Linked DNA regions of Hordeum vulgare: region 2 is linked to region 1. Evidence: chromatin contacts called from public Hi-C data. All regions are on one chromosome and are shown on one strand. The core of a region is the stretch at or near the end of the contact, and the rest is flanking DNA. Distances in the headings are between cores, read along the strand shown. Region 1 has its middle 19 kb from the start of LOC123402829. Region 2 has its middle 47 kb from the start of LOC123404270.

The links. Hi-C and Micro-C count contacts between places; a contact is called where the count stands out from the background.
Region 2: a contact with region 1 is called in a Hi-C map of leaf, with 7 times the contacts expected there. The contact joins two enhancer-like sites. A contact is called at or near these places in 3 of 6 Hi-C or Micro-C datasets (leaf and seedling).

The regions. Positions count from the first base shown.
Region 1 is chr6H:530,383,553-530,388,689 of MorexV3_pseudomolecules_assembly, forward strand. It overlaps the pseudogene LOC123402604. Among protein-coding and RNA genes, the nearest start is that of LOC123402829, 19 kb to the left of the region's middle. Within about 2 kb of position 2,244, at least 1 of the 3 cell types and tissues checked has open chromatin away from gene starts, as enhancers often do. A contact at or near this core is called in leaf, where this site is marked.
Region 2 is chr6H:530,477,911-530,483,785 of MorexV3_pseudomolecules_assembly, forward strand. It overlaps the pseudogene LOC123402604. Among protein-coding and RNA genes, the nearest start is that of LOC123404270, 47 kb to the right of the region's middle. Within about 2 kb of position 1,646, at least 1 of the 3 cell types and tissues checked has open chromatin away from gene starts, as enhancers often do. A contact at or near this core is called in leaf, where this site is marked.

The DNA.
Region 1 (5,137 bases), core at 994-3,493:
CCACCTCATCGATCCGTGGTACAAACGTTTCCACCAATAGGAATCCAACTCATGTAATTGTGTTCTCCAATTTTTTTATAACTTCTAATTTTTTCTACTCTCTTGGATCGACGAATGAGGTAATCACAACTTTTTTGACGTTTTAATTGTGTTTGGCGCGTGACATATAATGGACCCACGAGTGACATGTCAACATAGTTAGAACATGTTACGACATTTTTATAATCGTCGTAAAAGTTATGACGATCTCATCTTATGCGGTTACGACGTTTTTGACTCACATCGTCGTAATTTATATGTAGATTTAATCGCCTCAAACGGCTTACGACAATCTCGGATGAAATCGTCGTAGATTTATGACGAATTCATCAACGACGTCTTAAAAAACATCATGTATGAGCATATTTCTTGTAGTGGTAAGTCTTGAAAGACAACCTGAACTCATCCATGTTTGGCCACAACTTCCCCACTCGAATGACAGGGTTTTCCTTGTCATACACATGCACTAGCTCTTCATCATGTGCATCATCTACATCATCTGTAGCATCTTCCATCAACTGTTCATCTACATCACTCAATTCTCTGTCATCATTATCACTTGTATTAGCTTCATCCTTCTCCTCCTCATCTCTGTCATCCACTGGAATGCCAAATAGTTTGGCCATCTCAGTATGAGCAATTGGTGCAATGACCAAATCAGTAGGCTCCTCCAACTCAACTGCATTCCAATCAACAACATTAACATTTCCCTCTTCTGCATGTGCATTAGCTCCAACGGCTATTACTGTTAGATCCGTCATAATGGGAACGATCTGCCTCTGCGAAGCCCAATCATCATCTGCCTTCTGCATAGCCAAGTGTGACGGCACATAACCTACCTTCGAATCAATATTCAGATCAACGAGCTCAGCAAAAAATTCAGCCCTGAGGCTTGCCCAGCCCTCTTGCCTATCGATTTCAACAACAATATCTTCACCATCTTCAATTCTGACATACTCTCCTTTGAAATGATCATACCGCAATAGTGAAACCTCTTGCTCTGGACCCCAAAGCACGGTTTCCCCAATTTTCTCCACCAATTTCCTCACTGCCTTCTCTTCCATCGACTGTATCTCAATGGGATCAATTTCTGCACAATCAACCTCCTATTTCACAATTGTGTCTCTCTGAATGTTCTCAATGCTACCATCAACTAATTTTGCCGTCGATGGAAAGAAATTGATTGCAAATTCAAATGTTTCAGGAGCAGCATTCCCTGCCCCTCTGTTATAGGCGGGCGGGCAGCGTCAGACAGAGCAAAGATTGCCTTCAATCGCACTCACAAAATGGGCGGGAAGGGAGGCGCATTACCTGTTCGAAGCTGAATCTGGCGGCTCCTTCTCGACCTGACCATGGGCTCCTCTCACCGTGCCGCCCCCTCTCACCTTCTATCGATTTCACCAAGCAAAACAGAGAGCTCAGATCTACAAGGCGAGGGGAGGGGATTGGGACTAGAGTATCGAATTCACTCACCACCATGGCCGCCGCTGCCGCCGAAAGGGGGCTACGCCGAGAAAGAGGGCTCCTCCGCCGTAGCCGCCGTCGGAGCTGAAGATGTCGGGCAGTTTCGGACAACTCTAGTCGGGCAGTTTCACGAGATGCGGTGCTAATTAATTTGGGCCCAAATTAGGTAAGACATGACTTAACGCAAATTGGACTAGTTGACTAAGGTTTTATCGCATGTGGGGCCGTGAGCTATTTTCTTCCTGCAAACCGTCGCACGAGAGCTATTTCATCAAACAACGTCCCATTCCATCCAATTCGCAGGAAAGACGTCGCACACGAGCTATTGGCCCGTGATATCACTCTTGTGTTTCTTCAAGAATTCCAGCACGAAGTGTTCCACCATTCTGTTGTTGAGATCCTCCCATCCAAGGTGGGTGTCACCGGACGTGGCCTTGACCGCAAATGTTCCTTTGTCAATGTTTATGACAGAGATATCCAAGGTACCACCACCAAAATCAAATATGAGCACCGTCTTTGCATCACCACTAACGGACGTGTTGTTAAGACCATAGGCGATAGCTGCGGCAGAGGGCTCGTTGATGATGCGTGTGACGTTGAGGCCAGCGATGATGCCAGCATCAAGGGTGGCCTGGCGCTGCGAGTCGTTGAAGTAGACCGGGACGGTGATAACAACATTCTTTACGGCGGTGTCGAGGTAGGCCTCAGCTGTCTCCCTCATCTTGACAAGAACCATGGAGGAAATTTCTTCGGCTGTGAACTGCCTCTCCTCACCCCTGTACTTCACCACAATCATGGGCCGATCACTAGTACCAGAAATGACTTTGAAAGGCCACAACTTCATATCTCCTTGCACAGACTCTTCGCTGAATCGTCGACCAACAAGTCGTTTAGCGTCTGAAGAAGAATAAATGATGAAATAGTTTCAGTATAGTACATTTCGCGAAGCTAGAGGTACATCAAGAAAACTAGAGACCAAAAGACTAACTTCACTTCATTGCAATAAACACCAGCCACATCACAGAGCACATACATAATTGACCACCTGACTACTACAAAGGACAAACCAGTAATATGACAAATATACCAGGTCCGCAAAGAATTTCCACCAAACAAGTCCACATCACAAATGCAAATTTAATGTTTATTGTCTTGTGACATGGTTGATCACTAATTAAATATGTAATTTTGCAAAAATTCTTCTTGGGTATATAGTTTGCAATAATTTGTGCACTAAAATACACTTCTCTGGATGCCTATATATAGAAAATTAAGCTACTCAATTTTTGCATGTCAGAAATGTATGAGCTTCCATGGGTATATGGAAATAGTAGGTTCCCCTCACAATAAATAAAAAAATAAGTAGAGATATAAATTGCTACATCCAGTTTATAAGCTAGGTCGGGTTAACATTTTATGGAATGAAAACATTTCTCAGTTTTAGATGCATAAATCATTATACTGGAATGTTTTTATTGAGGTAATTATAGTAAAATGTCGTATGTTCATAACCTTTTTTGTGATATAAATATTCAACAATTCTAGTGAAATATTGCTATTATAGAAATTCCTATGGAACTTTGTTGATAGCTTGAGAGAGCCTTCTCTGGACATCACTTAATAAGACGTATCATGCTGTATATCCACCGAATTAATTTGCTTGGCCAAAATTTAAGGTAATTATTAAAATAAAGCAATTTCAGTTAGAAAAAGAACTATTTTGTAAAGTTAGAAAATAAAGCAATTTCAGCCAAAAAAACTAATGTTAAAAATATTTTCCTTGTTTTTTTTGCGGGAATATTTTCCTTATAATTTTTTATTGCGATGAAATATTTTCCTTATAATTAACTAGGAAAATTCCAGCATGTTGCCCATATATAAATATCTACACATTAAGATCCGATATCCTCCATACAAATGTTCTCAGGACCACATTGATTGCACGATTTTTTTTCATGGGAACTTCGGACTCCTGTTACTTTCTTTTTTGTCTTTGTATGATTTTAAAAATGCATCCTGCAGGTTGTTTTTACTAAATATTACTCCCTCTATCTCATAATATAAGAGCGTTTTTGACACTAGTGACATTTTTATATTATGAGACGGAGGGAGTAGTTCATACTATATTTCCTCAAAAGTTTTCCACTAACTTAAAACATGTTGATTTTTTTAGTTTCTCTAAGCTGTAATCAAACAACATTTTGCGCAAGTTTAATCACATGCAATTGGACGGACATGGGAATTTAATCTACATTTTTTAGTCATCCAATATAGTATCCTGCTACTTATAAGAGGTTCTTAATGCTTGTGAGTTGGATGGTTTTATAACGTGGTAGCATTATCTACGGTTCTTAATGTGACTAAATAATAAATGGCACAGAACAATATGAATAAGCCTGGAAGAAAAGATGCTGGAATCAAATAGCTAGCTGTAAGCATTTGGCAAATGACATATCAGGGATGTAAGGCTTTGGCCTTTGGGCATCTCCATCTTGTAGATACTACTGGGATCATCTAAATAAGCAATAATTAAACATATGTAACAGACGCACAAAGCGCCGTCACACAACACCACGATCCTGAGAAACTTAATTAATGAACAGAACAGCTACAACTAAAAAGGAAAAAAAATCGTAGGTGGCAGTCTGTTGGTAGTTCTTTCCTCACCGAAGACGGTGTTGACGGGGTTCATGGCCGCCTGATTCATGGCCGCGTCGCCGATGAGCCGCCAGGTGTCGGTGAAGGCGACGCAGGAAGGCGTGGTGAGGTTGCCCTGGTCGTTGGTGATGACCTCCACGCGTTGGTGCACCGGACGCCACACGGCCACGCAGGAGTAGGTCGTCCCAAGGTCGATCCCGATCGCCGGCCCGCCGCCCTTCGTGCCTGCAGCTGCCATCTCCACGCGACAAAAAGTGGTAGAGGAAAAGGAATAGTGTGACGCTTGGGCATTGCAGGGTTCAATTTAAACGCGTACTGGAGGAAGACGAGAGGACGGCCAGTGGGAAACTCGCTATAGCTTCGGAAGCCGAAGAAGTTTACACTGGAATACTGCGTGAAATGAAGAGTTGTTCGTGCATTTGAATCCCGTAGAGAGTTTTTGTCACACCATTGAAGATGGAAAATTGATGGTTACTCCTGTACCGAAAATGCTAAACATACGGACACTTACATGAGTTTTACGGAGACCTTCCCTCTAATACTCTCCATTCCCCCCCCCCTGATTTTCAGGTGGGTGGGCCCCTCCTTCACCTTAATTCAATGTCAATTTGACACCTCAAACCCAGTCCGTAAAACCCCGTATGAGTCCGTCGACGTAGCATTAGCCCTCCTGTACACATGTCATATTTCACACTAAATTCAGATGGAGGGAGGAAATAACAAAGTGCATTTGTATCACTAATTGCTCTTTTCGCTTACTTCGGTACACGTACGTGTTCAATCGGTTATATTTAGGGGTGTGCTACATGTTCGATGGCTGATCTTTAAAAGAAAAATCAGTCGGGTCATGCACGATGCTTTTAACATTGCAACACAAGTTTTGCTGTAGAATTTTTTAGAACATTTTTTCATTTTCTGTAAGAAAGGTTTGTTGTAGTTTCTTATTTTTGCAACAGAAGTGGTAGTGCAAAATATT
Region 2 (5,875 bases), core at 396-2,895, 94 kb after region 1:
CGTGAGATTGCACACTCAAAGTCCGTTGTTTCATGTATGGTGATCCGGTAATAGGCTATGTAATCTGATTGGTACCTATGTTATTGCCCTTTGAGAACTTTTATTTTGAGCCTTGTATAACCTTGTGTAAATTTGACACTTGCATTAACAAAAAGTTGGCTGTGTCTTGTGTGCAACATTTGATGGAGAGGCCAGGAGAAATATCAACTGGAGATGCTTTTACACCAAACATGTTACGTGCATGCCATATACTCATGCAGATACTAGAGATCAGATCGACATAGACGATTCTGTCACCAGTTAAACAAACAAACGCAAACGAAACAGTGTACGATGCAAACAAAAAGCAGAGTGATTTTATGATTAAAGAAGTACGATGTAGGCCTAGTTTTCCATGACCTCATGGGCATCAGCGTTCCTTCTTCACTTTCACCATTTCCTTCTTGCCCTCGGACTTGTATTTGTTGGCGTCACGCACCATCCGCTCGATCTCTTCCTTGCTCAACCCACCCTTGTCGCTGCTGATGATGATGCTGTTCTTGTTTCCAGTCCCCCTGTCCTCCGCCACAACCTTCAGGATTCCGTTTGCTTCGATTTCAAACGTAACTCTGATTGACGGCACGCCCCTCGGCGCTGGAGGGATGCCAGTGAGATCGAACTTGCCGAGAAGATTGTTGTCCCTAGTAAACTCCCCTTCTCCCTCGTACACCGGGATGCTCGCGACCGTCTGGTTGTCAAACCTGGTCGTGTAACTCCCCTCCATCTTAACGGGGATGGTAGTGTTCCTGGGTATCACCACAGACATGTCAATATCTCTTACCCCTATCCCGAGCGAGAGCGGCGTGACGTCCAGCAGGAGAAAGTCCAGCACCTTCTGATCGTACTCGCCGTTGAGGATGGCGGCCTGAACGGCAGCGCCGTAGGCGACGGCCTCATCAGGATTGATTTTCTTGCAGAGCTTCTTACCATCAAATAAATCCTGCAGCATTTGCTGCACCTTGGGGATCTTGGTGGAGCCGCCGACGAGCACGACGTCGTGGATCTGTGACTTGTCCATCTTGGCGTCCCTGAGACACTTCTCCACATGCTCAATGCACTTGCGGAAGAGATCGATGTTGAGCTCCTCAAACCGGGCGCGGGTGATGGTCCCATAGAAGTCAATTGCGTCATGGAGCGAGTCGATCTCAAACTTGGCTTGCGCCATGGAAGACAGCATCCTCTTCGCCCTTTCGCAAGCCGTCCTCAGCCGCATCATTGCCCTCCGGTTGCTTCTTATGTCAGCCTTGTGTTTCTTCAAGAATTCCTCCACGAAATGTTCCACCATTTTGTTATTAAGATCCACCCCTCCAAGGTGGGTGTCCCCGGACGTGGCCTTGACCGTAAAGGTGCCATTGTCAATGTGGATGATAGAGATATCCAAGGTGCCACCACCGAAATCGAATATGATCACCGTCTTCGCTTCACTAGTAACCGACGTATCGTCCAATCGGTAGGCGATGGCTGCAGCGGAGGGCTCATTGATGATCCGTGTGACGTTGAGGCCAGCAATCGTGCCAGCATCAAGGGTGGCCTGGAGTTGTGAGTCGTTGAAGTAGACTGGGACAGTGATGACAGCATCCTTCACCGTGGTATCAAGGTAGGCCTCAGCTGTCTCCCTCATCTTGACAAGCACCATGGAGGAGATTTCTTCAGCTGCAAACTGCTTCTCCTGGCCCATATACTGCACCACGATCATTGGCCGATCACTAGGACCTGAAATGACTTTGAAAGGCCACAACTTCATATCTCCTTGCACTGACTCTTCGCTGAATCGTCGACCAATCAAACGCTTTGCGTCTGAAGAAAATCGATGTAGTTGGTTAAAATAATATATTTTGCAAAGATAGAGGGATGTAAAAAAATGAGGGAATACAAGACTAATTTCAATTCATCATTACAGATTGAAGGACCAACTACATCGCATAACACATTTTAAAAGATCATTTGACCCGACTATTAGAAACCAGCTATATAACAAAATTCCAGGTTCTAAGCAGCTTCACAAAACAGGCCCCAGTTACAAATACAAATTGAATGTCTGTTGTGTTATGATATGGTTGATCACTAATTAAATATGTAATTATTTGTATTTTTTTCTTCTTATGTAGTTTGATTTACTATAATTTGTCCACTAACATCTATAAATATTTACGAAATTTACAGTGATATAATAAAATTAGTAAGCAACCCGATGTTGCCTAAAGAAAAATAAGCCACTCAAATTGTGAATATGAGTCGAAAGTAGTTTTACTACACCTTGGGGATTTACACGCACTATCGAAAACATAGCAAAAAAAAACAAATCTGAAACTTTATGGCTTTGATCATGAAAAAAAATTACATGCTTGCAAATTTTGGTGACCAAATGACACAAAGAGCTTTGTACGAAGAAAACAAAATTTGGGCTCAAATGTGCACTCTTTGTGCAAAATCTGAATTTCATTTGTGTGCAGATCATTTGATATTATTTGGCCACCAAACTTTTGCAAGCACCAAAGAAATTTGTTCAATGCCACAAAGTTTCAGTATTTTTTTGCTGTTTTTTTTTTTTTTACTGTTCACAGTGGGTGCCAGCCATGAACTTGGGTGTAGCCACAAATTTTCCATGGCAGAAACATAGCCACTCAACTTGTGAGTTCTGGAGACGTATGATATATGTTTGTAACTCATACTGACTACTTTTTTATAATTTAGTTGAGCTACATAATCATAGTTTTCAGTTCTCACAAAAATAATAGATTCCCTGCAAAATAGATATGTTACCACATTTCACCGGGAATTCTCTACTGACTTGAATTTTGTGGTTTCTATGTTGTAGTCAAAAAAAATATTTTCCGCAAATTTAATCATATAGGATTAAGTGGACATGGGAACTGAACCTGCATTTCTTTTAATCTGGCATTTTTGGAACCCTGCTAGTTAAAGAGGTTCGTACTTGCTTCGAAGGTTTACATCATAGAATTTCTACCTCATCAGAGATAATTTTCGGATTTACTATCGTTTTGGTTTTTGCGGGAAAGATTTAACACTATCTCAATAAGAAAGATTGTTTTTCATTAAACAATTTTTGTGGTGAAAATGAGTTACATACTCATTTATACTCCCTCTGTAAAGAAATTACTGACCTAAACTCTCTTATAGGAGGGAGTACATTTTATTTTTCTAGATTTAAAATGACTCTTTTTGACAATTATTCGATTGATATGTTCTTAGTATTATCTGGGGAGCATAGGCTGTAACCAAATATAACGAAAAAAAAGGTGCTGGGATCTGAATGGCTGAGTAAGTTTGAGGGCCGAAAAATATCTTGCAAGCCAGAGGTATATATTCTATTAATGGAATTCAGACGTCAGCTCATATATAGTACTCACCGAAGACGGTGTTGGCGGGGTTCATGTCGGCCTGGTTCATGGCCGCATCGCCGATAAGCCTCCATGCGTCGGTGAAGGCGACGCAGGAAGGCGTGGTGAGGTTGCCCTGGTCGTTGGCGATGACCTCCACGCGTTGGTGCACCGGCCGCCACACGGCCACGCAGGAGTAGGTCGTCCCGAGGTCGATGCCGATCGCCGGCCCGTCGCCCTTCGTGCCTGCAGCTGCCATCTCCACGCGACAAAAAGTGGCAGAGGAAAGTGAATAGTGTGACGTTTGGGCATTGCAGGGCTCAATTTAAACGCGTAGTGGAGGAAGGCGAGAGGGCCGTAGCAGCCTACAGCCAATGGGAAACTCGCTATAACTAGTACTAGGAGTACGAGGTAGTAGTAGTAACTTCGGAAGCCGAAGAATTTTACACTGGACTACTCCCTCCGTCCCGCATCTTAGATTATGCACCGTGATCAAATCAGAGAAAAAAACGAGAGAAATCAATACTAATTTGTAAATTAATGTCAATGCATACAATGAATTGATCACTGCATGCCGTGCTAGTTAGCTAGTCTCAAGTCATTAAAAACATACACGTCTCACGTTTTTTATTGGTTGATTTCTTTATTCATGTCAAAAAACAAGAAACAAGATGAAAGTTAATGCACCGTGTCTAAGTGTTTTGGGATTATTTGATTTTCGTAAAATGACTTATACACCAGGACATAGGGAGAGCACGTGAAATGAAGGGTTGCTCGTGCATTTGAATCCTGTGGAGTCTATTAATCACCGGTGTGCCCACTATGCCGGTCAACGGAGTCTATTAATCACCTGTTGCTGCACTGTAAAGAACTCTCTCCTCTGTGGCCTGAGTTGACCTATCTAATCTTAAGGCTTCCTGTGGATCTGCCGGAACAATGGGGCAACGAAACTACCAACAAAGTGAGATCTACAGTCATTATCGCCATCCTTTGGAATATTTTAAAACATCGGAATGCCAAAGTGTTATGTGACGAATCTCAGCCAGTTCATCTAATCCCTCGTTCGGCGGCTGATGACGTCACCCTTTGGTCAAGCAGATGTGCCTCAGAGCCCGCATACAGTACTCTGCGAGACTGGGGCATCATGTTGTTTCATTTCTCTCAGCCAATGTAACTCTTTCTCTTTCTCATTTTCCATTTTTCATTTTTCCTCATTCCACTCACCTCTCCCCCCTCAGACTACTTCCTTGTAAACATTCTATGGTTCTTAATTGAAAAGGTTCAGGCCGGCGTAAGCCCGCCGTAGCACCGTCAAAAAAATCATGTGGACCTCTCGTGCATGGAAGAAAATCCACTCTCCTAGTATCTTTGAGTGTGAGCATGCCTAGGATTTTTACAAACTCTTCTTTCTATCAGTACATTGAAACGCTTGTGTTTTGTCGAAACAAGACAAATTTGTTTCTTACTTTTTTTTTTTGCGAAGGTTAGTACTAGGCCAAATTTCTTGAAGAAACATTGTCACTTGGGAGAAAAAAGGGATTATAGTTCGTGCTAAATAAAAGTAAAAAAATATCACATATTTGTTAAAAATATGTGTCAAGTAAACAATGTCACACATTATAAAACGTAGGTGACATCTAAAACAATATTCATACAATTACAAAATTCTGTACATTTGAAAAAATGTACGTCACACGTTTCAAAGATATGTTTGACATTTGAAAAAAAATATTGTACAATCTACAACAATGTTTGCATAGTTCAAAACAATGTTTTATATCATTTAGAAATGTTTCACCATGCATTTGAAAATTTTATTCAAAAAATATTTTTGTAAACATGTGTTTAAAAAATATTGAGTGTGTAAAAAAAATGTTTGATATATACACGTAAAATATGCAATGTGCATGAAAAGGTAAACGTGTGTTGGAAGAAGAAATAAAAGTAGACATGTTCAAAGAACAAAGAGGAAACAGATAGAAAAACATAAAGTAAAACCAAGAAACAAATAAATTAAAAGCATAAAGAAGAGGGAAAAAAAGAAAAACCGAAGAAAACTGAATGCATGACGTAGAAAAGAGAAAATAAATAGCGAAAGACAAAAATTAATAACAGAAAATAATGAGACGGACATCGCGAGGAGAACAGCTAATGGGCTGGCCCGTTCTTGTCCGCCCGTAAGTGATTGCTATTACGAGCGACACATCGCGTGGAGTCTGCGCCTCGCGTCTCACTCTCGATCGGAGCTGATGGATCCCCAGGCAGGAGGAGAAGCGCCGGCCGCCGAGCGCTCGTCAACCGCCGCGACAGCGCCGACGGCGAGGAAGAGGACTCCGGGGAGGTGGAGAAGGATCCCACGCGCCCACTACACGCGGAGTCAAACGACGGAAGAAGCGGAGTTGTCGATGCTGCAAAACGCCGAGTTCATAGAGAACATGCGCGAGGAGGACTGCGATCTGCTCACGGAGCAGGACAGGATCGACTTCCACGCCTTC